Regions from separate parts of the Mus musculus genome. Here region 1 is linked to region 2. A link is a contact called in public Hi-C data. All regions are on one chromosome and are shown on one strand. The core of a region is the stretch at or near the end of the contact, and the rest is flanking DNA. Distances in the headings are between cores, read along the strand shown. Region 1 overlaps Taok3 (TAO kinase 3). Region 2 overlaps Taok3 (TAO kinase 3).

Region 1 (2,700 bases), core at 83-2,582, 82 kb before region 2:
TAATTTTCTGGCTGAGAAGTGAAATTTGGATGGGAAAGCTGAGAGAGAGTTCCGAATGCTGAGGATGAAATGGAGAGAGAGGGAGAGGGAGAGATAGAGTGTGTGTGTGTGTGTGTGTGTGTGTGTGTGTGTGTGTGTGTGTGAGAGCGCGCACGCGCACGCGTGGGGGGCCAAGGGGAGGAGGCGTGAAAACTAAGTCTTCCTGAGCACACCCCTTTTGCTACTACAAGGGCACCCGGCAATCACATTTGCAGTAGTAAAAAATGCCGAGGAATCGACAGCCCCTCTGCTCCCACAGCCGCTGCCGCTGGCCTCTTCTACAAAGCCTTTATGGCTATCAGGAAATTCTTCAGGGGTTAAATGGGGAAAACTGGGCACTACCACTGTTGCAATAAATAAATGAATGAACCAGAACGAACCGGTGGACTATCCCTGGGAAGCAAGTGTCTGATTTTTCTACAATTACAGATGGTAGCCGGCAACCATATAAAAATTTTTTTTAGATCCTATTTTACCTTTTGATGTGTATGTGTGTACATCATAGAGACACACATGCACCTATTTAAAAAGCAGCATAGTGCCCTGTACACACACACACACACACACACACACACACATCCATACCTTGAAAATATTTTTAGCATTATATATTTCGATGAAAACACAGATCACTTTAAAAAAAAAACTGGTTATGCCAGCAACTCATCTCAAAGCCTTATATTCTGCATATACAGCATATACAACACACAATCACACATACACACAAAATTACACATACACACATACACACACACAAAGGTTTTTTTTTCCCCCTATGCCATAGACAATGCTAAATATCTAAGATCAGGTTGCTATGCCAACAGAATTTTTTTTTTCCCTGAAATGAATAAAATTATTTGGAGGGAGACAACATCCCTGGCTTCTTTTCCTCCCATGCATGAAGCTGAGGGAGGCTCAGGGAGGGCCGGAGGCTGCCAGACAGGGAGGAGGGGAAGGCAGGGAAGGTGGGTAGGGAGGACCAGCTTACCAAAGACGCGGATTTGATCGTGGCAAAGCGCTCTCGGTTCCGATAGTGGAGGGCCCGGCTCTGAACTGACTGGGTAGGCCGCGGCTCAGGCCTGGGATCGCCGTGGCCCGCCTCATCCCTTACGAATACATGATCCTGCAGAAATGGATGAAGAGAAGGAGAAAGTCCAGCTGCGCTCTTTCCTCGCCGGCTGCCTCTCTCTCACCCCTCTTTCTGAACAAGCACCGCTGTTTGAAATGCATAGTTCAGCTCTCTGCTAGTCCCCGCAGCTCCCACGGTATAAAACGAATAAGCGACACATTGCAGCCTTCAGTTAGGAGTGTCAGCTGATCGCTAGTAGGATGCCTTCTGACTCCCCGGCAGGCTTCTTCCCCCCTTTACCTCCGGAATTACATATATGCAAAAGCAAAGAGGAAGAGGAGAGAGACTGGCGCGGACGGACGCCTCAGAGCCGTCTGCTTAAAACGCGGTGACCAGATAATTCCTTTAAAAATGTCATGTCCATGTCTGGCGGGGAGGATGCTGGTGGCTTTTAACATAAAAGCGAGCCTCCGCCTCATTCCCTTGAAAGAGCTGCGTTGTCAATTGAATTGGATTTGTGAGCTGGTCGGTGGGGTCATCCTTCTTCTGGGGGGGTGGGGTGGGGGGATCAGGGGAAGCTTGTGGCGAGCCGCCTCTCTGTCTTGTGCTGGGAAGATTCGGCAGTCACTGAGGGATCCTGCTTTCCAGTCATGATCGTACACAGTTCTAGCACCTTCTCTCTACAGCTTCTGAAAGGATTTTTTTTTTTTTTTTTAGATTTAAAGAGACAGGCGTACAATTCCAAACCAAATGATACTTGGGCAAATGGTTCCTCAACTCAGTGTCGGTATGCCAGCAGACTGAGCGAGGCTGGGATTTAATGTCCTTGACTGATTTAATCGAGTCCTGTGCTTTCTTGATGACCAAAGATGATTAATAACATTCAAACGCCCCGTGGGAAAAAAAATAACATGCCCTGGATGGATGATGATGCGTGTTCCTTAAATGCAGCTGAGACGCCTTCTAAAGGAACGATGTTTTTAGAGGGCCATGCCCCCTCTGTACAGAACGAGATGGTCACTGTGTCGGCAGTGCCAACCCTTCAGAAAATTAACACAATGCCCCCTCCCCAACTCCCACCCCCACCAATACTCTGGCAATTTGTAGCTCAAAACCATGTTCAGTGGTGGGGGATTTTTAAATAGCACATGCTCAGATGGGGAAGGAGAAATCAATTTTTTATCCCCCAGGGTTTTAGGAGAAACCATTTGTTTGCATTTTCTCCAGGAGTACCTGAAAATTAAAAAAAAAAAAAACAACAACCCCCCCCCAAACATATAATTGCCCTTTCATTATAAAACAAGGGCCAAAGAGATTCAGAAAATACAAAATTATATCATTTATCTATAAATTAAAAAATATCAAAATGTGTTGATTTTTTGAGGGAAATGAAACATTATAACCAGGTTTTGATGTGAAAGCCGCCATCCGAGATTACATCCATCACAACGCTGTTTCCTTTTGTAAATCTAAGTGTTTTGATATGGAGGGAGGTGTGTCTTCACACCTGTGTCTAGACTTTCCATTTCTATATTGAAGTTCAAAGAATGAAAAAGATCTTTACATTTTAAAATCACATTTGCGTGTGTGTG
Region 2 (2,700 bases), core at 194-2,693:
TCCTAGATCCTGTCAAGTCAACAATCAGCAGTGACCATCAAGGAACCCAATTCAACAAGTGCTACAACCCACACAGTTTATAATCAAATTACTCAGTTTCTCATTCTGGTGTGACTTGCAAATGCAGAAATGAAACAGAAGCTTCAGGGGCTAATTGTCCCAGACACCACTGAGTTAGCCTGGGAGGTTTTTTTTTCCCCTTGTCTCTCACGGCTTGTGTCACAAGCCTGCACGCTCCACTTTATTTTGAGCTGTGGAGTAACGCTGCCTATCTCCACAGGGGGCCTGTAGTATCACCACCTCACACAACAAGCCTGAGGTGTGACCTTCTGAGGCTCTGCCCTGCTAGCCCTGCATTAAATCTGCAGGGAACTTGAAGCCTGGATGTGTGTGGTGGGGAGGGAGGGAGGGAGGCTGTCCCTAAAGAAGGGAAAAGATGCTGAAAACAGGAAAACAGTGGAAAAGAGCAAAGATAAATGTGACCCTACACACTGTAGGGTCAGGGGTGTAGCTCAGTCAGGAAAATGACTGCTTTAACACGCATGAAGGGGTTTTCTCGTCAGCACCACATAAACGGGAAGTGGCCGTACAGCTCTGTAATCCCAGCAGTTGGGAGGTACAGGCAGGAGGACCGGGAGATCAAGGTTAAGGGTACACAGTGAGTTCCAGGCTGGTAAGGCTATAAGAGACTCCATCAGGAGAAAGAGAGTAGGGCTTTGAAACCCATGAACGGGATCAGAGATGATGCGGCTGGTAAAGGCACTCGTTAGCAAACCTGATGACCTGGGTTTGTCTTGAGGAAGACAGGCTGGAGGGAGAGAACAGATCCCTGCAAGTTGTCCTCTGTCCGCCACAGGCGTGCCATGGCCCCCACTCCCCACCTACACTAAATAAACAGCAAAAGCAAACAAGCCATCAGATAAAACTCACATATAAATTAAACTTACTTTTAGATTTAGTTATTTTATGCGTATGGGTGTTTTCCCTGTCTGTGTGCTGTGTGCATGTCTGGTGCCCACAGAGGCCAGAAGAGGGCTCCAGATCTTCCAGGACTGGGGTCCCAGATGGTTGTGAGGCGCTATGTAGGTGGTAGGAATCTGACCTGGGCCCTTGGCATACTAGTTGGTGCTCTTACCCACTGAGCCAGCTCTGCAGCCTCCTGCCTGTAAACTAGGAGGGAGGGTGAGGCACTGCAGAGGGAAAGGGGAGGGAGGCCGCCCCACAGGGTTTCACTTCCAGGCTTGGGTCAACAGCAACTGCTTTGCTGGGCTGAAGGAAACCCTTCCACGGCTGAGTTGACAGGACAGGAATGACTCTACAGCCCAGTCATCTGGGGCTGGGATTTAGGGAAATGAAAACCAAAACTCTAGATGAAAGTGGCCAGATCACACAGCGAGCGAGCAAGCCAGCGAGCGGGCAACTGGACAGAGTTAAAGACACTCTGTTGGGTGACTCAGCCCGGGGGTATTTACCCAGGCTGCCCTCCCAGTCATCTCTGCCCTTTCACAGAGCATTTGCCAAAACCTTCCTGTTGCTAGGCCTTGCTCCTCAAATGAGTCAGCCAGGGGTTGGACCCACAACCAGGCTCAGAAGGAAGTTCTAGGCTCTTCCAAGGCTGAAATTTGCAAATTACCCAGCTGTGACATTTGAATTTCTAGCACCTAGACACACACACACACACACACACACACACACACACACACACACATATTTTGTATCTGTCACTCTGAGCATGTTTCATTCACAAGTCTGTGTCATGTAGGAAATCTAGGTTATTGTCCAAAGGGCTTATTAAATCAAATGCAAAATCAGTGCCCCCCCCCACCTTTTTTTTTTTTTTTTGCATTTAAAGAAATCCTTTAAGCCTGCAGGCTACTGGTATAGCCCTTACCTCCTGTCACAGTTAGCTTCAGCTGTCAACTTGACATAAACCTAGAGTCACCTGGGATGAGGAAGCCTCAAGTACAGAACTGCCTCCATCAGACTGGACTATGGGCATGTCTGTATGGCATTTTCTTGATTGCTAATTGATGTAGGGATGTAGGAAGACACAGCTCTTTATAGGTCGAGCCACCTCTCTACAGTGGGCTCAGGCCAGACCAGAAAGCTACCTGAGCAAGGCAGGAGGCAGCCTTCCCAAGCTCCCTGCCTTGCCTTGCTTAGATGATAGGCTGCGACCTAGGAGAAACTCAGTGTTTTACTCCCCTGGATTGCTTGTGGTCACGACGGTGTTAATCACAGTCGTGGAGGATAAACATGGACTTCTCGTTAGCTACATGAGAACCTGGATTCGGTCCCCAGCTCTGCAGAAGATAAAATAACAATCTTTACAAAGTGCTGTGCAGATAGACACCTGCAATTAAAACACAGCCAATCAAGAAACAACTAAAAAAAAAAACAAAAACAAAAAAACCTACATTACACATGGAAATGATGTGTAAACTGAGAGAAAAATAATCGGCATAGAACTTCCATGTTATCTGGGATTTCAGTGACATTGGTTTTAAATTTTTATTTTTAAAAGCGTGGCTTTGCTGGGCAGTGGCGGCACACGCCTTTAATCCCACCACTCAGGAGGCAGAGGCAGGCAGAGTTCAAGGCCAGCCTGCTTTACAGAGTGACTTTCCAGGACAGCCAAGGGTATACACAGAGAGACCCTGTCTTGAAAAAACAAAGAAACTAACAAATACACCAAAACAA

The links. A called contact is a pair of places that touch in the nucleus more often than the background predicts.
Region 1: a Hi-C map of the C2C12 cell line shows a contact between it and region 2, with 1.9 times the contacts expected there. The contact joins two enhancer-like sites. A contact is called at or near these places in 1 of 15 datasets of contacts at CTCF or cohesin (the NIH/3T3 cell line), 8 of 484 Hi-C or Micro-C datasets (the C2C12 cell line, the N1E-115 cell line, cerebral cortex and 4 more), 3 of 115 datasets of contacts at active chromatin or transcription factors (the NIH/3T3 cell line, embryonic stem cells and stem cell-derived neural progenitor cells) and 4 of 9 other capture datasets (adipose tissue, embryonic stem cells, liver and 1 more).

What each region holds. Positions count from the first base shown.
Region 1 is chr5:117,239,558-117,242,257 of GRCm38.p6, reverse strand. It overlaps Taok3 (TAO kinase 3), which reads right to left. Exons shown (of 21, transcript NM_001199685.1): 14 at 1,028-1,162. Among named protein-coding and RNA genes, the nearest start is that of Pebp1, 47 kb to the left of the region's middle. Within about 2 kb of position 1,332, at least 107 of the 459 cell types and tissues checked have an H3K27ac peak or open chromatin away from gene starts, as enhancers often do. A contact at or near this core is called in the C2C12 cell line, muscle stem cells and pancreatic islet, where this site is marked.
Region 2 is chr5:117,157,459-117,160,158 of GRCm38.p6, reverse strand. The region is part of intron 1 of Taok3 (TAO kinase 3); the gene reads right to left. Among named protein-coding and RNA genes, the nearest start is that of Taok3, 39 kb to the right of the region's middle. Within about 2 kb of position 1,443, at least 201 of the 459 cell types and tissues checked have an H3K27ac peak or open chromatin away from gene starts, as enhancers often do. A contact at or near this core is called in the C2C12 cell line, muscle stem cells and pancreatic islet, where this site is marked.